Regions from separate parts of the Rattus norvegicus genome. Here all the other regions are linked to region 1. The links are chromatin contacts, called in public Hi-C maps. All regions are on one chromosome and are shown on one strand. The core of a region is the stretch at or near the end of the contact, and the rest is flanking DNA. Distances in the headings are between cores, read along the strand shown.

What was found. A called contact is a pair of places that touch in the nucleus more often than the background predicts.
Region 2: a contact with region 1 is called in a Hi-C map of Schwann cells, with 11 times the contacts expected there. The contact joins the enhancer-like site here to the promoter of Tcf7l2 in region 1. A contact is called at or near these places in 3 of 12 Hi-C or Micro-C datasets (the A7r5 cell line, Schwann cells and frontal cortex) and 1 of 1 datasets of contacts at active chromatin or transcription factors (oligodendrocytes).
Region 3: a Hi-C map of mammary epithelial cells shows a contact between it and region 1, with 2.1 times the contacts expected there. The contact joins the enhancer-like site here to the promoter of Tcf7l2 in region 1. A contact is called at or near these places in 1 of 12 Hi-C or Micro-C datasets (mammary epithelial cells) and 1 of 1 datasets of contacts at active chromatin or transcription factors (oligodendrocytes).
Region 4: a Hi-C map of Schwann cells shows a contact between it and region 1, with 7 times the contacts expected there. The contact joins the enhancer-like site here to the promoter of Tcf7l2 in region 1. A contact is called at or near these places in 1 of 12 Hi-C or Micro-C datasets (Schwann cells) and 1 of 1 datasets of contacts at active chromatin or transcription factors (oligodendrocytes).
Region 5: a Hi-C map of the A7r5 cell line shows a contact between it and region 1, with 3 times the contacts expected there. The contact joins the enhancer-like site here to the promoter of Tcf7l2 in region 1. A contact is called at or near these places in 5 of 12 Hi-C or Micro-C datasets (the A7r5 cell line, Schwann cells, frontal cortex and 2 more) and 1 of 1 datasets of contacts at active chromatin or transcription factors (oligodendrocytes).
Region 6: a contact with region 1 is called in a Hi-C map of mammary epithelial cells, with 3 times the contacts expected there. The contact joins the enhancer-like site here to the promoter of Tcf7l2 in region 1. A contact is called at or near these places in 2 of 12 Hi-C or Micro-C datasets (Schwann cells and mammary epithelial cells) and 1 of 1 datasets of contacts at active chromatin or transcription factors (oligodendrocytes).
Region 7: a Hi-C map of the A7r5 cell line shows a contact between it and region 1, with 4 times the contacts expected there. The contact joins the enhancer-like site here to the promoter of Tcf7l2 in region 1. A contact is called at or near these places in 1 of 12 Hi-C or Micro-C datasets (the A7r5 cell line) and 1 of 1 datasets of contacts at active chromatin or transcription factors (oligodendrocytes).

What each region holds. Positions count from the first base shown.
Region 1 is chr1:264,790,046-264,792,957 of GRCr8, forward strand. Tcf7l2 (transcription factor 7 like 2) reads left to right here and starts at 1,290. Exons shown (of 15, transcript NM_001415805.1): 1 at 1,290-1,993; 2 at 2,235-2,301; 3 at 2,532-2,656. The coding sequence starts at 1,805. LOC120100061 (a long non-coding RNA gene) reads right to left here and starts at 2,536. Exons shown (of 2, transcript XR_005499758.1): 1 at 2,401-2,536; 2 at 1,756-2,118.
Region 2 is chr1:264,380,368-264,383,144 of GRCr8, forward strand. All of the region lies in intron 3 of Vti1a (vesicle transport through interaction with t-SNAREs 1A), which reads left to right. Among named protein-coding and RNA genes, the nearest start is that of Vti1a, 20 kb to the left of the region's middle. Within about 2 kb of position 1,399, at least 4 of the 93 cell types and tissues checked have an H3K27ac peak or open chromatin away from gene starts, as enhancers often do. A contact at or near this core is called in Schwann cells, where this site is marked.
Region 3 is chr1:265,115,596-265,118,326 of GRCr8, forward strand. No RefSeq gene overlaps it. Among named protein-coding and RNA genes, the nearest start is that of Habp2, 200 kb to the right of the region's middle. Within about 2 kb of position 1,391, at least 26 of the 93 cell types and tissues checked have an H3K27ac peak or open chromatin away from gene starts, as enhancers often do.
Region 4 is chr1:265,070,593-265,073,666 of GRCr8, forward strand. No RefSeq gene overlaps it. Among named protein-coding and RNA genes, the nearest start is that of Habp2, 250 kb to the right of the region's middle. Within about 2 kb of position 1,334, at least 36 of the 93 cell types and tissues checked have an H3K27ac peak or open chromatin away from gene starts, as enhancers often do. A contact at or near this core is called in Schwann cells, where this site is marked.
Region 5 is chr1:265,176,773-265,179,738 of GRCr8, forward strand. LOC103691380 (a long non-coding RNA gene) reads right to left here. Exons shown (of 4, transcript XR_590740.4): 3 at 1,521-1,578. Among named protein-coding and RNA genes, the nearest start is that of Habp2, 140 kb to the right of the region's middle. Within about 2 kb of position 1,404, at least 5 of the 93 cell types and tissues checked have an H3K27ac peak or open chromatin away from gene starts, as enhancers often do. A contact at or near this core is called in the A7r5 cell line, where this site is marked.
Region 6 is chr1:264,468,098-264,471,144 of GRCr8, forward strand. All of the region lies in intron 5 of Vti1a (vesicle transport through interaction with t-SNAREs 1A), which reads left to right. Among named protein-coding and RNA genes, the nearest start is that of Vti1a, 110 kb to the left of the region's middle. Within about 2 kb of position 1,719, at least 21 of the 93 cell types and tissues checked have an H3K27ac peak or open chromatin away from gene starts, as enhancers often do.
Region 7 is chr1:265,294,577-265,297,353 of GRCr8, forward strand. No RefSeq gene overlaps it. Among named protein-coding and RNA genes, the nearest start is that of Habp2, 25 kb to the right of the region's middle. Within about 2 kb of position 1,420, at least 3 of the 93 cell types and tissues checked have an H3K27ac peak or open chromatin away from gene starts, as enhancers often do. A contact at or near this core is called in the A7r5 cell line, where this site is marked.

The DNA.
Region 1 (2,912 bases), core at 40-2,539:
GTTAATTTAATACGTTGTGGACCCCAGAACAACATCACACCTAATGGTAGTTGCCAGTTCTTATCGATTTATTATTTCCTTCCAAGATATATGTATATATATTTCCTCTTTCACATTGGATGTCCCAGTCCACTTGTCATTAGATATTTGCAAGGAAAAGCTCTTCTGAGTCTACCATGCCGCAACACGGTTTGGGGATCCCGCCTTTCTCCTTCGACATTTTCTTCACCATCTCATAGCAAATCAGTTTGCCCTCACTGGAACTTAAAAACCAACAAACATGGGTCTCAACTCCTAGGCTGCCCACCTCTTCCCCGAGGGCTTCCAGGCCAGCTTTGGTGACTGTCTTCTGCCAGGGCCCTCAACATCTACAGTCTCTGGACATCCTCTCAGACCCTCTTGGAGAAAAACTCCAGCCCCACTCCTCCCCAGGGCTTGGTGAAGTTTCACTTTTATTTTCCTATGAGCTGTTACCGCCCAAACATTTCACCTCCAAAGTCGAAAAGGACTTGAATCCTACATCACTTCCTACTTCCAACGTCAGTTAAAAAAAACAAAAAAACTTTACATTACCCTTAAGGATATTTTTAATACTCCAGACAAACCTATAGTATTTGTTTTCTTGGACAAAACGCCTTCTTGTCATATTTAACCTAGTGGGACTTTACATTCAATGACATGATTCACTGTCATTAAACAAAAAAGGGAGGGGAGCCCTGTGGGTCAGCCTCCCTGTGGATGGCCCAGCCTCTCCGCTTCCCCAGGTTCTCTTAGAGCAAGAGGGGTGAGCCTTCTTCTGGACCAGTCATGTCTCTTCCCGCCCCAGTGCGGCCAACTTCATCGGGGGCTTAATCACTGAACACCCTGTCCTTGTGTCCCATAGTCCTCCCCTCCTGGACCCCATCTTCAGGACTTCTGGCTAACACTTTTTCTGGGCCTCTCCCCATCCCCGCCCCCCAAGTGGGCTTTCCTTCCGCCTTCTCCGGCTCAGATTCCGGACTGGGTTGCCACCCCCTTCCCCTCCTCTCCCGGTCCGCATTGTCTTTCGGAACCCGCCCCCTCCAGGAGCGAGGCCCGCACCGTCCGGGCGCCCGGCTCGCACGCAGCGCACAGGCCGCACCCCGCGCGCCTCCCGCGGCCCCGGCCCGCCCCGCTCCCTCTCCCGGCGCCCAAAGGATCATTGTTGGCCGCCCCCGCCCCGCCCACCCCGGCTGTTTATTTATGCACACGTCACCCGCGAGGCCCCGCCCCCTGGCATCTCATTAAGGCGAGTGTGTTCCTCTCGCCCTGTCAATAATCTCCGCTCCCAGACTACTCCGTTCCTCCGGATTTCGATCCCCCTTTTTCTATCTGTCAATCAGCGCCGCCTTTGAACTGAAAAGCTCAGTCTAACTTCAACTCACTCAAATCCGAGCGGCACGAGCTCCTTCGGTGTCTTCGGCTTCCCCCCCCCTTTGCTCTTATATCTGACTTCTTCTTGTTGTTGTTTTTTTTTTTTACCCCCCCTTTTTTTATTTATTATTTTTTTGCACATTGATCGGATCCTTGGGAACGAGAGAAAAAAGAAACCCAAACTCACGCGTGCAGAAGATCTCCCCCTTCCCCTCCCCTCCTCCCTCTTTTCCCCTCCCCAGGAGAGAAAGACCCCAAAGCAGGAAAAAAAGTTAACCTTGGACTCGTCTTTTTCTTGCAGTATTTTTTTTGGGGGGGACTCGCAAAACTTTTTTCTTTTTTTTTCTTTTTTTTTCCTTTTCTTCCTCCTTCATTTTTCTTCCAAAATTGCTGCTGGTGGGTGAAAAAAAAAATGCCGCAGTTGAACGGCGGTGGAGGAGATGACCTAGGCGCTAACGACGAACTGATCTCCTTCAAAGACGAAGGCGAGCAGGAGGAGAAGAACTCGGAAAACTCCTCGGCGGAGAGGGATTTAGCCGATGTCAAGTCGTCGTTGGTCAATGAATCAGAGACGAATCAAAACAGCTCCTCCGATTCCGAGGTAGGAAGAGCCCCTCGGGCTGGCGGGTGGCTCCAGCCGGTTCCCCGGCCGGGAGAGCGGGGCTGGAAGGCGAGGCGAGGCGGGTCGGGCTTGCGGGCGGCGCGGACGGTGGCCCGGGCTGCTGGCTGCGAAAACTTGTAACCGTGTTTTTCTGCACCCCTTTCTCCGCCGACCCTCCCTCCCTGCACCCCCTCGGCGCGGCTCTCACCCCTCGCCCTCCCCACCTCGCCCCTCCGGGAAGGCGGAAAGACGGCCTCCGCCTCGCTCCGAAAGTTTCCGAGATAAATCCCGGGAAAGTTTGGAAGAAGGTGAGTGCGCCCCGCGCGCCCCCAAAACCGCGCGATCGCGTTCCCCCTCCCCGGGGTCGGCCTGGCGGGTGCCCTCGCCCCACTCCCTACCCACCCTACCCGAGTTCCCGCGCCGGCCGGGCCCTGGGGACGCGCGCGGGCCCTCGGGGGGACACTTGCTAAAAAGTTTCTCCCGCTCTCTCCCGCGCCGCGCGGCCGCCGCCGTCCCCTCCGCCGCCCCGCCATGTTAGCGGCCAAGAGGCAAGATGGAGGGCTCTTTAAGGGGCCACCGTATCCCGGCTACCCCTTCATCATGATCCCCGACCTGACGAGCCCCTACCTCCCCAACGGATCGCTCTCGCCCACCGCCCGAACCGTAAGTGCCACCGCGCTCCCCGCCCTGCCCGCCTGCCGGCCCCGCATGCCCTGCCCCTCCCCCGCCCCGCCCCTCCCCCCTCCCCTCCCCCCCTCTCGCGGCCCGAACTCTCCAAACTTTTTCTCTGCCTTTTGTGGACTGGGTTTGTTTGCGCTTCGCCATGTTCTGGCTTTTTCTTGTGCTTGCCTCGCGATTCGGGGAGCCTTTTATTTTTCCTCAGGCAGGGCTCTGTTGGGGTGCCAATCTGGACTTTTAA
Region 2 (2,777 bases), core at 149-2,648, 410 kb before region 1:
CTTATCAGTGAGTATATACCAGGTGTGTTCTTTTGTGATTGGGTTACCTCACTCAGGATGATATTTTCTAGTTCCATCCATTTGCCTATGAATTTCATGTAGTCACTGTTTTTGATAGCTAAGTAGTACTCCATTGTGTAGATGTACCACATTTTTTGAATCCATTCCTCTGTTCAAGGGCATCTGGGTCCTTTCCAGCTTCTGGCTATTATAAGTAAGGCTGCTATGAACATAGTGGAGCATGTGTCTTTGTTGTATGTTGGAACATCTTCTGGATATATGCCCAGGAGTGGTATAGCTGAGTCTAGGAGTGGTATAGTACTATGTCCAATTTTCTCAGGAACCTCCAGACTGATTTCCAGAGTGGTTGTACCAGCTTGTGGTCCCACCAGCAATGGAGGAGTGTTCCTTTCTCCACATCCTCACCAATATCTATTTACCAACCCTACATCCGATAGAGTGCTAATATTCAAAATATACAAAGAACTCAAGAAGTTAGACTCCAGAGAACCAACTAACCCTATTAAAAAGTAGAGTACAGAGCTAAATAGAGAATTCGCAGCCGAGGAATTGCAAATGGCTGAGAAGCACTTAGAGAAACGTTGAACATACTTAGTCATCAGGGAAATGCTAATCAAAACGACCCTGAGATTCCACCTCACACCAGTCAGAATGGCTGAGGTCAGAAATGCTGGTGGGTGGCTGTTTTCTAATCTCTCCTTTCCTGTAAATAGTTTTCCATAACAATGATGTCACACCGTCCACATTCTATAAATATGTGTTCTAATGTTACAGTTTAAATTTCCATAATCTCTAGATCATTTTAATGGAAGCATGTTTTTTCAACGATCCTAACATCGGCTGGATACCTGTATATTTCTTTTTTCTTTTTTTTTTTTCAGAGCTGGGGACCAAACCCAGGGCCTCGCGCTTGCTAGGCAAGCGCTCTACCACTGAGCTAAATTCCCAACCCCTGTATATTTCTATTTATTTCCTTCACAACTTACTGTGCTGCGGTGAATATATTCCAGTAGGGTTTTTAATTGGTATCATTTCTAAAAAGATAGATCAATAAAGAGTTTCCAGCTTTGCAGCTCACCACTAGGCGGTTTGTTCTGGCTTCTTCTCCTCACATGCTCACTGACAGTCACTTCTGCACTGAGAAATAACAACCGGGGGTGGATGGGAGCTGAGCACCTCCACTCCTTCTAAAGTGTGTCAAACAGTTGAGGAGAAGTCTCTGTGACTGGGGCTTTCACCAACTCCAGGGTGGGATGCAGCTGGGATTCTTTTTCTAAGGGCCTCCTCCCCAGGAAGAGTCACAGCTGTGACAAGGCTGGCAGACATCTGTGGTTCTCCAAGCTTGCTGAACTCTGAACTCACTGAAACCACAGACTCTTTCTCTGAGGCACTTGTCCCTGCCTGTGACCTTTCAGGGAAAGCATGTGCATGTGTGCACACATGATCCTTCTACAGAAGAGGATTTTGTCATACTGCACCAGGGCAAGTGATTAGAAAGCTGTTGTGCAAGCAGCCATCTTTGTTAGTAAGATTTTTGTTTTAGACTCTTAATCTTGGTAGCCCTACAAAGTTGAGCATAAGTGGTGCACACACATTGTCTTAGGAAGGCAGCCATAACCCTGCCTCCAGGGAAGCAGGCGAGCTGTGCATTGCTCTGGCCTCCCCATGTAGGAAATATCACAGGTTCATGCCCTTGACCGTCCCTCATCACGTGTTCTTCAGTGAAGTAGTAGTATGATCTTGGCACACTGGATTGTCTTGTTGGGACTTTGTGCTAACTTTTGCGGTGGGCCATAATAGATTTCCTTGATTTAGGAGGCTTTGACATTTTCCAGTGTGAGTAATTTTATCCTCAGTCTTGAGAATATTAGGTCCTTAGTCCTTAGGTACTGTGGACTTTGATGACCTGTGGAAACAACTTCTATATTCACAGAAGCCTGGCAGACAGGCCATGCGTGCCCTGGTACAGATATGTGTGCGCGCACATATGCATCCTGTGTAAGCTTACCTGTCTTTCGGTGTTGTCAGAGTCTGACATGGGTTTGTTGTTTAATTAAGAAGAGTTCCTTATGTGACAATGGTTTTTCTAAAAAAGAAATTAAGATTATGGTACCATTAAGAGCCAGTTTTTTATTTAGGCTTTATAACATTTTGATTTTTCTAAATAGATGAAGTATGTATTTTCTAGATAGAGTGGTAAATTGGTGTGTGTGTGTGTGTGTGTGTGTGTGTGTGTGTGTGTGCGCTCTCATGTGTACATGTATATGGTTTATGGTTTTAGAAGTTTTCTAAGTTATAATATTTCTTAATGGGAAGCTGCTTTCAACCTTTCTGTTTACTTGTATCTGTCATCTTACTTGAAATAAGAAAAATGAGTTAAAAATGTGTCAGATTAACGCTAAGCCTGTGACTGACTGGACTCTCTCATTAGTCACTAGATGGCACTGTTTGTTTGCAGAGCGCCATCAAAAACAGAAAAGAAAGAGAAGGAAGGAAGGAAGCGACTGTGCTAGGAACAGAAATTACTGCCTCATGAATAAAATATTTCTGATGGGATTTGCATTTCTATATTGGCTGAAGACACTGTGTTGAATGTTTTATTAACCAGCCCAGTGCAACTGTCAGCCTATTAAAGAGATCCAATGGTCCCTGTTTAGATAAATAAACTAAATAAATCCAATTCGTCAAATTGTGTTCCTGGCTGTTTATTTTCCATTCTTTTGATGTACAGTTTATTTTAAGTTAAAGCCACATTG
Region 3 (2,731 bases), core at 141-2,640, 330 kb after region 1:
TCTGTGTAAAGGAAGGTGGTCTGCACTGAGTCCTGTCTAACAAATGACTGCCCGTAGTGAGCTTCGGGCACCCCTGGACAGCACAGTGCCAGGTGGCAGCAAGCTCGCACAGGATCTCACAGCACGTCTTGGCCAGTTTGCTCCTGTCTCAGGGCTTTCTCTTCCTTGCAGGCCCTGGGGGAACAATACCTTCGGCCGGCCGTAGCAAGACTCTTGAACATTCTTCATGACTCACCGGGGGCTACCTCCTGTGGAAGGTTCCTCTGACAACATCCTCCTGCTTCTAGGAATGAAGGGAGCAAGGAAGAATCCAGAAATTCCCAGAACTAGGTTAAAGGACATACCTGTAGCCAGCAAAATATTTCCACAGGAAGACTCAGCCCTAGGACAAGCACAGGAGTGAAAGTTCCCTAGTCACCTGGTTGTCAGGATCTCTAACTGGTGTAACCCCACCCCAGCCCTTGGACAAGCATGAATAATTCAGGTTAAAGATGCCTCAGGATCTATCTACCCAGACTTTCTAAATTCAAAACACCTACAGATACATAAACCCAAAGATGAAAGCCTGGGCAAGCAAAACAAGGCATAAACCATGCGGGAACCAGTGTTGAGCACAGATCTTTCTGGAACCAGACTGATTATAAAGCAGCAGAAGACAGAAACGTCAGTACAGATCTGTAATTATGGTATCTGCGGAGTGGAGGAACAGAGACCATCACCTCAAGACCCTCTGTAGCTACAAGATGAGTTAGAGGCCAGCTTGGGCTACATGAGAATGTGTCCTTAAAATAAGAAAAGTCAATAATCACTACTCTTCCAAAGGTTTGAGTTCAATTCCCAGCACCCGTATGGCAGCCTACAACTGTCTGATGTGTCTCCTGGTGTGCAGAAATACACGCAGAGGCACTACCCCTACACATAAAACACACAGAAAAAGAAAGCTTTTAAAAAGAATCAGCATCAATAATGACAAAAACCAGTTTCGGAGTACAGCACAGCCAGCCAGCATTACAGCATTCCGATTCAATGTCCTGGACACCACACTAGTCACTGGGCTGCAGGACTCGTGGATAACATCCAGACTGAGGTGCCTGCTGGGCCCCCAAGACAGACAAGTTTTCAAAAGCAGGATCATGGTGCTGGACGGGCTTCCCGGAGTCAGCACTCAGGGGGCTGGAGGATGCCAGAGGAAGGGAGAATTTCTCCCAGAACACTGACCCAAATCTCAGCAGAGGCCGCCCTTCACCCACCGCACGCTGATGAGCAGAGTTCTCCTGAGAAACAGAAGCCAAAGCACGCATTTGTTTTTCTGAGTGTAGGTTTAAGGATACTGCCAAGTGCCACATCATCAGGGGAGCTGGCAGGCAGGGAAGCCTGTAGGAGTTGCGGTCCAGACCCAAAGCCACGTGCTTGTCGAACTCCTTCTTGTCAAAGGGAGATCAGCGTGGGTTCCTGTCAGGCCTTTAACTGACTGGATGGATGAGACGCCCCGCCCACGTGATGGAAACTGATTCATATTATTCAAAACCCCCTCTTTTAGACAGAAAGTTCATACAAAATTCTCCTCCTTCGTAGTAACATCTCGCATTGGATTCGGCGCTAAACGCCATGACTCGGCCAAATCAATGGAGGGAACCAAGCCCCACAGCCGAGTGCGGCTGCGCTACCTCTTCCCAGCAGCCCTTAGAGCAGACGGAAAGACCCTGAGGATTTACAGCCTCACCCTGACCCTGTTCTTTCCCTCTCTGCTCTCTCTGTGTGGGGGTAGAAACGTGACTCTGTTTCCTGTCGGCTGACCTTACTCTCCCTCTGCTATGCCTCTCACCATCACGGACTCTGTCCCTCTGGAACCGGAAACCAAAATAAACCTTTCTTCCCTTCCTCCCTAGCCTTTGGTCATGGCATTTTACCACAGGCACGGAGGAGTAGCTAGCGTGGTAGCCGACCCTGCTCTTACTGTTCCAGACATTCCTGGCTGTTTGTTTTCGGTCTCACCATTTGTCGTGCACCTGACCCACGAATGTGAGTAGAGGAGACAAGTGTGCGGGCTGTGAGCAGAGACTCTGGCTGGCATCAAGTGCTTCCATGTGACCTCGGGAACATTTGTTCTCTACCAGGAAGAGCCGAGGCAACTTCAGCCCGCATCCCTGAAGGAAAACACACATCACCAAGCTGAACGAACTAAGTTTAGCGAAGAAGAGCTGAGCTCAGCAGTTCTACAGCTGCTTGGAATAACCTTGTTCCCAAACAAGACATCAGTGCTTTGGGGTAGGGTACAGCTTAGCAGTGGCGTGCTTGCCTAACTGTAAGGCTCCTCCAGCTGACACCACTTGTAGGAGGTGGGGGAAGAAAAACAACAAATGTTTTAGTTATGGAGGTGTTTGAGGGTATTCGCTTCCCAGTAATTATAATGCATAAAATATAACCAGTATGACCTGCTGAATAGTTAGACAATACAAATAGCAAGATTTTACATTTGAACGGAGCAAATATTATCCCAATTCCTCACCCTGTATTCTCTCTCTCTCTCTCTCTCTCTCTCTCTCTCTCTCTCTCTCTCTCTCTCTCTCTTTCTCTCTCTTTCTCTCTCTTTCTCTCTCCCCACACCACACACACACAATATACACACTACACACAATACACACACACAGTACACACACACACAATACACACACACACACACTGAACCCAGGGTCTTACTCGTGCTAGACAAGCCACAACTCTGGTCCTC
Region 4 (3,074 bases), core at 84-2,583, 280 kb after region 1:
AGCCTACATGAGGCTAAGATAAAGATATTTATATTAATTGAACTGACAAAGGAAGTCTCAAAAAAAGCTCAACAAAGACTGTTCTCTGGTTAACTCTCATGAAGAGTGTTTTGAACAAGTGTAGCAAACATAGAAAGGAGAAATATAAAATGTGTGGTTCAAGTAATAATAAAGGGGCACCAGGAAATGAAAGGAAGCTGAATCCCATGTTCAAGAAGATAGAGATTAAAGGAGTGATGATCTCAGAGCAAGATCCCACCCAGCTAAGCTTATTGTTCATGTTTGCAATTGAACAAAGAATAGTTTGGAATGAACTGGAATGAACTATGTCTTAGTTAGGTTTTACTGCTGTGAGTAGATACCATGACCAAGGAAACTCTTATAAGAACATCATTTAATTGGGGCTGGCTTGCAGGTTCGGAGGTTCAGTCCATCATCATCAAGGCGGAAGCATGGCAGCATCCAGGCAGGCATGGCACAGGCAGGGCTGAGAGTTCTACATTTTCATCCGAAGATGAAGTCTAATAGTGCCACTTCCTGGGCTAAGCATATACAAACCACTACAAACTACAGTCCACAAACTGAGGGCACACTTGTGATTCAGATCTTGAGGCTAAAAGACAAAGACTTAATCTGGATCTTGAGGAACAGTGGCCATGAAAAGCTTAGGCCCAAGCAAGGGGGTACATGCCTTTAATCCCAAGAGACAGAAGCAAGCAGATCTCTGAGTTCAAGGTCAAATCACCCCCGTAAAACCTACACATGAGCCCGAAGCAGCATTGTTTGCAAGAACCGAAACGTAGAAGTGATCAAGTGTGCATCAACTGGCAAACAGATAAATAATGTGGCATGTCCACACAAGGAAATACTATTTCCAATTAAAAAATGAACTCAGCAGCCCCACACTTCTGGATTATGGCCTTCGTAAAGGGACTCAGCCCAACGCAAGCCTATTCTGTGGCTGTCGAAACTGTCATTTGTCCATTTGGAGTGGAAGGGAAGATCTCTACATGGCTCTGGTCAATCTCAGGTTCTCTTCTCCATCACAGCCAGCCTTTGGGATTCACTGCAGCTCTCTGGCCCCAGCAGTCCTTCTGGTCCTCATCTTCCTTTCTGCTGTCACCCTCCCCTCTGTGTCCCTCATTTGTCATCTCCCTTAGCACACAGGCCTTATTGTCTGTGCTCCATGGTGACTCAGGGTTAGCGTCTGTTACTGGGCTAATTAATGGCCTGGCCACGTGCACCGAAGGTTTTTCCAGGGAAGGACTTGCCAGCTCTTTCTGGTGCTCTGGGCTCCGGGCCTCAGCGCCCCAGCCCTGGCTGCACATGGGAAGTCGGCCTGGGCCTTCCTCCTGCTTCATCCCTTCACCCTTACTTCTCTGGATCCTGAAACAATTTCCCCTTTTCATAGCAGCTCAATGGCAGGCAGATTAATGAACCTGAGCCCAGCACTGAGGCCCCAGCCTGCCAAGAATGTGTGCAGTGCATTCAGGGGTCCCAATGGCAGGCTGCGGGAGGGACAATCGAAGGCAACAAAAGACACAGGGCTGCACAGTCAAGTTCCCAGCAGCGCCTGCTGCTCCTCCTGACCCCAAGTTCCACTGCGGAAATGACCCTTCACCTCCAGCTCCTCCTGAGCCCAGTCTAGGGCACTCCACTCAGAGAGCCTCAGCTCCCCCAGAAGCCAGCTCTCAGGCTTCACCTAACTGTTGGGAGCAGAGAACCAGCCCAGCCATACCCATTGGCCATGCCATGAACACCCTGCCTGGTGTGACCCAGTAATGTCTTGGGTGGAGCTCTGATGGATGGAAAGGCAGCTGCTGAGGACCACTTGTAGCAGGCACGCTGTCGTGTGCGGCTGCCATGTGCTTTATACTGAGACTTTGTGGCCCAGAACTGGGCCACTTGGGGGTTTTTATGACTCCCTCCCTCTTCCCCCTTCTCCTTCCCTTTCCCCTCCCCTCCCCCCTCCCCGAGGTTCGCAAGCCGCCACAAAACGAGGATGATGAAGTAGTCCATAGACCGCACATTGGGCGTCAGATGCTGCCTGTGGCCTGGGCCACCCACTTCCCAACTCTACTTGTCCTTGGGGGTTGGAGGTGCTTGGGAATCAACAGCACAGAATCCAGGAGCAGGTGAGAAACGCAGCAACAAGCTTGTCTGAACGCAGCTACAAGCTCCTTTAACACCCTCTACCCACGCCCCATTAGTCCCAAGAAAGCATCTTTTTTTAAATAGCAGTTCCCGATTGGCTGACATTGTCCGCGTCAGCCATCCGATTGGCTAGCATTGTCTGTGTCAGCCATCCGATTGGCTGACATTGTCTGCATCCGCCGTCATAGTTGGAGTCTGAGAGCATGCATCCTCACTGTGTACCATGCTCACCATCTAACAGCTTGTTTTCTGTCAGAGTGGAAGGGCTACCGGGATGTTGTTCTGTATGGGCACCTGCGTCTGAGCTGGTTAGGGTGGGGATGAGGGTGATTTTGAAGACATCTATCTGATTAGCAGATGTGAGAGAACACTAGAGGAAGCTGTGGTTTGACAAGAGAATTCAAATTTTTAGGATTGTAGGGAACATGCCCACCAGCATAGAAATATGAGGGGGTGTTTAAAAGTCAAAGGAAGTCCAACGGATTTATAGTACTCAAAATCACTTGGTTGCATAGTTACATTCTCTCTCTCTCTCTCTCTCTCTCTCTCTCTCTCTGTTGTACCTGTATATGGGGTATGTTTGTATGAGTGTGTATGTATGAATGTGTGCATATGTTTGTGTGTGTTATGTGTATGTGTGTATGAATTGTGTATGTGTGTGATGTGTGTGTGTGTGTCTTACAGATATTATTTCCTTGTTATCTTTGTTACACTGTTGCTCCTTACATAATGATTTGAATTTTTAGCACAGTAATTGTTTAAATTATGAACACAGTCAGGCTCCCAAACAAGTTGCCTTATGTGATACTTTTGATTTATTTTTTAATTAAATTCTAATTTTATTTTATATTTTGGTGTCAGTATTGCTATGCTGCCTCTTCTGTTGCTAGACCAACACTGATTTATCTTATATCAGTCCT
Region 5 (2,966 bases), core at 154-2,653, 390 kb after region 1:
GCAAGGCTGTGAGGCTAGAACAATTAGTTTAATTTGCGTTCCTCGCCAAAAGTTCCCTGGATAGATTTTATGGTCTCTACCAGACAGCAAGAGACAAAGAGAGGGGAAGAGGCAACATAGGCTGTCATGCTTAAAGGATCTTCTCTGGGGTGGCTTGGTTCTGCTATGAAGCGGATCACAAGGCGCCCATAATTGGCAGGAGTAGAGTTTGGACCGGGTGGGGCCAAGTGGAATACGCCCGTTAGGAGAAACCTCTCAGGAACTTTGAACTGTTCTCAGGGAAAAGTTTAGAATCCCACACTCTTCAAGCTACCACGTGACTTCTTGGCCCCATCCTGTGTCTGCCCTTGAGGCTCTGAGGCTCCTGAAGGCTGGGCTGTCCTTGGGAACCTCAGGGCCTGTCTGGGTGCTCAGCCCAGATCCCAGTCCTCTCACCTCATCAGTCCGGCTCCTCATCTCCCTGTTCCCGGCCACAAAGTCGCATGTGGAGAGAAGCCTTCCCAGAACCTTCGGCTGGGTCGGGCCTCTGGAGCCTTTAAGCCTTCCTTGGAAGCCAGGAGCTTCCTTGGCTCCTGTCCCACCAGAACACATGTCATAAAGACGGGACCAGAGGCCCAAACTGGTAACGCACTGTCGGCCTCCTTGAGAGAAATGCTCAGACCAAGCAGGCACCTCCCTTGCACAGTCTGTAGGCCTGGCTCCCCGGGCCTGTTCCTGGCTCTTACTCACGGTGTAGCTCTAGGGTGGGTCGATAAATAATAGGTGGAATTAACGAAGCTCATCCTTCAGGTAAGGAATGGCAGTAATGTGTCCCACCTGGAACGGCCGCCTAGAGGAAGTAATTTCCTCCCATTTTTTTTTTTCTTTTTAATCGTGGAGAAGGTTCTAGGGGCAGTTTCCACAGAGCGTGCTCCTGAGAACAGGACCGGTATCTCCATGTCTTAAGATGAGACAGTGCATAGCTGTGGTAAGAAACCTTAGCATTGTGGAACTGTAAAAGACTAAGATATGAGTGCCTCTTTTAGCTTCCACACAGCCTATGACTTTCGGGGAGCCATCGGGAGCCCTGTGTGCTTTCTTCCCCTCAAGACCATTTCTTTTAAACATCTTTCCTCAAGTTGAGATGTTATTTCAAGAGGTGTTTTATTCCACACAAAAAGGTATGTTGATAAAGTCCCCGGAAGGGAGCTGAAGTCCTTTAGCTGGGGCTCTTGGGCAAGTATGGCGGTGTTTCTAGTCAGTGTTTACTTCCTGTGAACCGTGGGTGATTCCATAAGGCGCCTGCAATCCAGCACATCTCCCACTAGCTTCCTTTCTCTAGGCAGTAGAGAACCACGACTACTGGGTCTGTCACTTAAGACATACCAGGAGATCCTAATAAGGTGGAAAGTGTAAGTAATTTAAATGCATTTATACCCAGTCATTCCTAAGTCATGCGGCTTAGTCAGGGGTTCTGTTGCTGTGGTAAAAACACCGTGGCCATAAGTAACTTGGAGAGAAGAGAGTTTATTCTAACTTACAGCTCCAGGTCGCAGTCATCCGTGAGGAAAATCAGGGCAGGACGTCAAAGCGGGAACTCTGTAAGCAGAAAGTGAAGCAGAGATCAGAGAGGAACACTGCTTACTGGCTTGCTATCCAGGGCTTGCTATCCAGGGCTTGCTCAGATTTCTTGCTTATACAACCCAGGACCATCTGCCAAGGTTGCCCTGCCCACAGTAGGCTGAGTCATCTAACCTCAATTATTGATCAAGAAAATGCCCACCGACTTGATAGCAGGCCAATCTGATGGGGACATTTTCTTAATTTATGTTTTTTTTTCTTCCCAGATGACTCTAGCTTGTGTCAACGTGACAAAAAGCTAACTGGGATATCATACGAGATCTTTTATGTCACGTTCTCTCTTCCCTCCTCCACGTTTCTTATTGCTATCTCCATGGACTAGCCCCTGGGGTCCTTACTGAGCATTAGAGATGAAGGAACCAAGAATGTGTGGGCACAGCCAAGTGAGCAGCATTTGCTGCTGCTGGTTGCTGTGGCCAGTTATCTGGGAAAACGACTTAAAGGGAGGAATTATTATTGCGGTCTCCTGGTTTTGGAGGCGTTAGTCCCACTGTAAGGAGGTGTGCCACAGTAGAGCAGTTCACTCCATGCCAGCCAGGAAGCAGAAGAAGGGGCTTTGGAAAGAGCCAGGCATGTCCCAGTAACCTACTCTCTCCATCTAGGCCTCACTCTACATCCACCTCCAATGCCATCAGTAGATGGGCCCATCCATTAGCACAGAGCCTTCAGGATTCGATAGCTTCCGGAAACACCCTCACAGTACTTCATAATCCAATTGAGTAAACCATGAAGATCAACTATCAAAATACCAGAGCCTCAGACAACTTGGCTCAGAATCCTGTAAGCTAAACAACAGGGTAGTCCCTTCAGCGTCCGGGTAAGCTTGACACTGCAGGACTGGAAATCAGAAATCCCACCTTCATCCCCTCACAGCTCCAGCTGGAAAGCCTTTGCCTCTGAGTCTCACTTTGAAGTAGCAACAGAGACAGTGAGATTGTGAGGGCCGCGGAATGGAAGCCCAGTTATACCCGCTCAGTCAATGGTCTATGACTTTTCAATGTGGTTAAGGCTGGCTGAATCCCTGAGAACACAAGTGGCCAACAAGGGTTGGGAATAGGTGGAGGCGAGGCTGTCCTTCCTAACAAAGCATCTACTCCACGCCTCCGTCTCAACCCATCTCCAGTCACGTGATCATCATGCACCTGGCTCTATGCCCACAGACTTTATGTGACTACTTAAAAAAAAGTTCTTATCAAGTAATTTGTATGAATAGTCAAGTAATGTAGAAAATGGAAACTCAACACAATGTTAAGATATTCACCTCTGCCCTTTCAAGACTCTTGGCCTTGAGGGTTCTAAAAAGCAGATTAGAAATTCCCTAACATTTAAAACCAATTTTCCAAAGA
Region 6 (3,047 bases), core at 469-2,968, 320 kb before region 1:
ACCAAGCAAGTACAAAGGAGGCAGTGTTACGGCAGAGCAGGGTGGGCAAGCTTAATAGACAGAGTTAGCTGTGGACTGAAAGAGACTTTTGGTGCAGGGCGAACTCCCAGGGGGCAACTTAGAATGAGTTGAAAAGAAGGAACGGAATACAGAACTGGTACAGGTTTTCCTATTTCGGCCCTTAAAGTGACAGGCGACTTGTATGGATGCACACTGGCAGGGCTTTTTCTTGCTGCCAAATAAGTTACTTTTTCCCTTTCAGAATACCCAAAGTTACCTGCCATATGGCAGTCACATATACTGTACTCTTGTCTTCCTGTCCTCTACCATTTGTAAAGCACACCGTGTCAGTCACATATACCGCACTCCTGTCCTCTACCATTTGTAAAGCACACTGTGTCAGTCACATATACCGCACTCCTGTCCTCTACCATTTGTAAAGCACACTGTGTCAGTCACATATACCACACTCCTGTCTTCTCCCATCTCTAAAGCACACCGTGTCAGAGTTCACATTGAGCTTTCAGGGAAGCTGAGGCACTGAGGTGTGGACAGACCGCTCGCCTACAGTCCACAGCGCATTGAAGAACATCTAGCTTAGCACAGACTCAGAAGAGACAGGGACACATGTGTCCTTGACTTTATTGGTCCTGCTTGCTCAGCATCCCCTCACCATTATTACTATTATCATAGGTGACTTTGCTGCTGCTACCAAAGCCCTATCCCAGTGTCCAGGACTGTAACGGAGGATTAACTGGAGCAGCTGACAGTGGGTGGCAGAGCCTGATAGTGAGAACTCATGAGGGATAGAGTCCCCACTTTGCTTAAGAAGTCAAGCTATTTCCCAGGTTATGACTGAGCAATATGAGTGCGGAGGAATATGATAGGAAAAGAAAAGACCAAGCTCACCAAAATGACTTTCATTCCCAAGGTAACATGCACTCTATGCTCACTTCTGGGAGAATGTCAGCATGGCCCCAAACACTGCTCCCTCACCAGGTCTGCCTTGCCTGGGAAGTAGGGGCCTGTTCGTGTATGTGACAGCAGCTCCCTTGCCTGGGCCGGCTTGCTCCCCTCCATTCTTCCCTACAACTCAGCGTGACTGACAGTAGGATGAGCTGCCCAGGCTGTGGGCTGACGTCTTACGGCCAAGCGTTTCTCCCTCGCACTTCTGCATTGACCCGTGGGCTGTGGCAGAGCCACTGGCCCTTTCAGTGGGTGGGGACGGGGGTGTGTGTCTGTAGCTCATGTCCAGCAAGTTGAACTGACAACTTCACACCATACATTTATAGAGAGGATTTTCTATAATTGAGGTTATACATAGAAAGAAATGTCTGTGCATTTAATTGTACAGTACATTTAATTCTATAGAGTTTTGAAACAAAGTGACCATGATGTATTTACATTGGATTAATTTTGAAAGCAGAATTATCCAAAATATTCAGATGTTCTAGAATGCTATCACAGGCTGGTGTCTGCATTCCAGCCTACCAGTCGTATTCCTGAAAGGGACTGCTCGGCGGTTCTCTTCCTCAGTGGTGGGCCAGCTTGTATAGCTTATAGCTTATGTAACCTTGCTGGAGCCAGGCCAGTCTAACACAGGGGACACACAGGAAAACGGCGCCACAGAATGCTGATTCACATCTCATAGCTTGTGTAAGTGGTGCTGCCAAAGTCCTCTGTGTGAATGGGCGAGGTGCGTAGCTGCCCTGAGTCACAGGAACAGGACTCTGGCCATCAGCCCATTGGAACAGACACACTGCTGACGAGGACGCCAGCCGCGGAGCACGTGTGAAAGTCAAACCACCATCTGCTTGGGCCGAACTGAGCTGCACTGCATTGGTGCTTCCCTGTGCCGTCTGCGTGGGCCGAACTGAGCTGCACTGCATTGGTGCTTCCCTGTGCCGTCTGCGTGGGCCGAACTGAGCTGCACTGCATTGGTGCTTCCCTGTGCCGTCTGCGTGGGCCGAACTGAGCTGCACTGCAGCTGGGTGCTTCCCTGTGCCGTCTGCGTGGGCCGAACTGAGCTGCACTGCATTGGTGCTTCCCTGTGCCGTCTGCGTGGGCCGAACTGAGCTGCACTGCAGCTGGGTGCTTCCCTGTGCCGTCTGCGTGGGCCGAACTGAGCTGCACTGCATTGGTGCTTCCCTGTGCCGTCTGCGTGGGCCGAACTGAGCTGCACTGCATTGGTGCTTCCCTGTGCCGTCTGCGTGGGCCGAACTGAGCTGCACTGCATTGGTGCTTCCCTGTGCCGTCTGCGTGGGCCGAACTGAGCTGCACTGCAGCTGGGTGCTTCCCTGTGCCGTCTGCGTGGGCCGAACTGAGCTGCACTGCATTGGTGCTTCCCTGTGCCGTCTGCGTGGGCCGAACTGAGCTGCACTGCAGCTGGGTGCTTCCCTGTGCCGTCTGCGTGGGCCGAACTGTGCTGCACTGCAGCTGGGTGCTTCCCTGTGCCGTCTGCGTGGGCCGAACTGAGCTGCACTGCATTGGTGCTTCCCTGTGCCGTCTGCGTGGGCCGAACTGAGCTGCACTGCAGCTGGGTGCTTCCCTGTGCCGTCTGCGTGGGCCGAACTGAGCTGCACTGCATTGGTGCTTCCCTGCGCCGTCTGCGTGGGCCGAACTGAGCTGCACTGCAGCTGGGTGCTTCCCTGTGCCGTCTGTGTGGGCCGAACTGAGCTGCACTGCATTGGTGCTTCCCTGCGCCGTCTGCGTGGGCCGAACTGAGCTGCACTGCAGCTGGGTGCTTCCCTGTGCCGTCTGCGTGGGCCGAACTGAGCTGCACTGCATTGGTGCTTCCCTGTGCCGTCTGCGTGGGCCGAACTGAGCTGCACTGCATTGGTGCTTCCCTGTGCCGTCTGCGTGGGCCGAACTGAGCTGCACTGCATTGGTGCTTCCCTGCGCCGTCTGCGTGGGCCGAACTGAGCTGCACTGCATTGGTGCTTCCCTGCGCCGTCTGCGTGGGCCGAACTGAGCTGCACTGCATTGGTGCTTCCCTGTGCCGTCTGCGTGGGCCGAACTGAGCTGCACTGCAGCTGGGTGCTTCCCTG
Region 7 (2,777 bases), core at 170-2,669, 500 kb after region 1:
GGCCGGATAACTTTCAAAGGCCCGCCCCTTGTGCCTCTTTCTGGACCAGTCAGGCCCCACCTCTTAACAGGCCTACATTCTTCCAAACAGTACTGTGCATCGGGAGCTGAATTTTCTGAGCACAAGCCTGTGGAGATGTTTCAAGTCCAAACCACCACAGCCCTCTTTAGTACAGACTCCACTGGGAAGGCACTGGCAAAGTGACTGTATCTAGGCCTTGGGAGAAGGCCGCAGGTGTGAAGACCTGCTCTGAGTGGGTCACCTGTGGACCCAGGACTCAGACAGTCTTCTTCCTTACCCTTCCTGAGGAAGCCGTATGCTGTCTGTAGCTCAGATAAGCTGAAGGTTTGGAGAGCTGCCTTCCTTTCCTCCTATCTTTTCAAACAGCATCAGGTCGTGGGGACAAGGGCCCCCGGAGCCCACCTCTTTGAGGGCCAGGCGAAATATTACAAAGGTCACACACACAGATTTGAAGCCAGATTCATCTTGGTTCCAATCACGGCTCTGCCCCGTGGGCAAGTGTCTTAATCTCTCTGGGCTTCAGCTTCCCCACCTGAGCACAGTGGAGGATTAGAGGACCTTCCTCACAGGAACATGGTGACAGCGATGACTTCAAGGCTCTGAGCGTAGCGCCCAGCCCGAGACAAACGGTAGCTGTTACCACAGTGGTATCAAAAGTGTTTTTCATCACGTTGCTGTCCTTTGAAAATCAGAGTGAATTTAGAGGCAGAGGACTTGGCTTAGAATCTGGTCCTGCCTCACCTCCCTGTTCTTTATGTCCATCTGTAAGCCCCGGGCCGCTCTTTCCTGGTCACTGAGAAAAAATGTCTACCCTACTGTGTTGTGAGAATCAAATACCATGAAGGACGGGCAAGGGTTTCGAACATCCAGAGCGGTATAAATGAAGATCAGGAGCCCAGTGTCCCAGCCTCCCTTTATCTCTCTGGGATAAGCACTGCCTGGTACTCAGTGCTCCCTGGCTAGCCCCCTCACAAACACTGCCTGGTACTCAGTGCTCCCTGGCTAACCCCCTCACCTCCCTTACCTCCCAGAATCCCTTTGGCCTTAGTATCCCCACCCTGTCCAGATCTCTTTTGACTCTTCCTGTCTCCGAGGAAATCCTAAGTCTCCCAAGATCAGCCGGCACCTCGTACATTCAGTGTATAATCCAAGTCCCATTCGCTGCCCCAAGCTGTCTCTGCATGTGCAGCTTGAGGAAGAAGAGCTAGAGGCTAAGGTGTGACTTTGCCCCAGTAATTTGAACCAACTTGGTCCAGCTCCAAGCTAAGTGCTTAGTCTCACGCAGATCTGGGTCAGTGGCCTCCTCTCTGCCACATCCTTTCTAAGGGAACTGATGTCTCTGTCTTATTCTCCATTCGTGCCTACAGGAGAAGAAACAACATGACACAGGAATTCATGACTCACACCACCCAATGCCTCTTAGGCCTTAATGGAGTGCTGAGGGGTGAACAGAGACTGTTGTGGTCACAATCCCAATTTCCCAGCATTCCCCCACCCTGGGAAAGGGGCCACCCATGGAGCCCACACCCTACCCTGATTTCTCCCTGAAGCCAGTCCCAATGTGTCTTGCTGTTCCCGTGTAGGCCAGGCAAAGGCTCAGGCCCTGACTTCTCTTCACCGTACTTCTGTCTGCTACCCTGGTGACAAGGGTCCACTCCTCTGGGACACAAGAGTAGTAAAGTCTTCAGCGGTGTCTCTCATCCTTCCTTCTGTGTCAGCCCTTGGCACTCCCATGCTTGCAGATGCCTTTTGAGGCAGACCAGGCAGAGGCCTGTCCCAAGAGGTCTACACTCAGGGGAAATGCAACACCACATGCACGTGGCAGCCAATGGCTGGAATGACGGGATGGGAAGGCCGTGGAGTTGGATAGTCAGAAGATGGCCCTAAAAGGGATGGACAGGGACATGGATGGGAGCAGGTTACTAACTGGAAACTAACACAAGCTGCTGCTGCATGACTAAAAAGCCCCCGCCGCGGCCGCTGGCACAGGAGAGCACTCCGAAAGGCTGTACCCCAAGTCTCCCACACAACCTGCAGGCAGCTCCACTGAGAAGTCTCCTGTGCCAAGCCAGTGTTTACTGATTCTATAACTCATCCCAGCAGGGGGCCGCTGGGAGGACCCGTATTTTCCCCTGTGTGGGATCCCGACTGCTCCCTCCTGGGTAGAACAGCTCATCTAAACAACGCACCTGAATGTGTGGGTTCCAGGACAAAAGAAACCTAAGGAACACCCCAAACCTGGGGAATGGGAAACCTCGCAAGAATACACAGTGGGAAAGCGAGCATGGCAGGCATAGATCTAGGAGGTTACAAAAAGCCAAGGCCTGGAGCATGCGCTATCGATGACTGGCAGGCGCATGCGCTATCTGTGGCTGGCAGGTGCATGCACTGTCCGTGACTGGCAGGAGGCAGTAACTCTCTGGAGCATCGGTAGATGAACGGAAAACCGAATCCAGCCTTTATCTTTCTGGTGATCCTCGGGTGGGGACAGCTTAGCCTAGCTCCCTAGCTAGGATATTCAGTAGTGCCCTGGCTTATTTCTGGTCACCGGGAACCGAGTTGTTGGAGGAACAGAATGAACAGAAGTTGGAGACACCGCTATGAATTCTCATGGGCACAAGGACAGTCCTACAGGGAGAGAAACTCCCAGGAAGTGCCTTCAGGAACCGTGGTAAAGACCCAAGGTTTGACAAAATTCTCTCAAGAAGATCTATTTGGTTCTTAAAAGCGGCAGCCATGCCCCTCAGATACTAAGT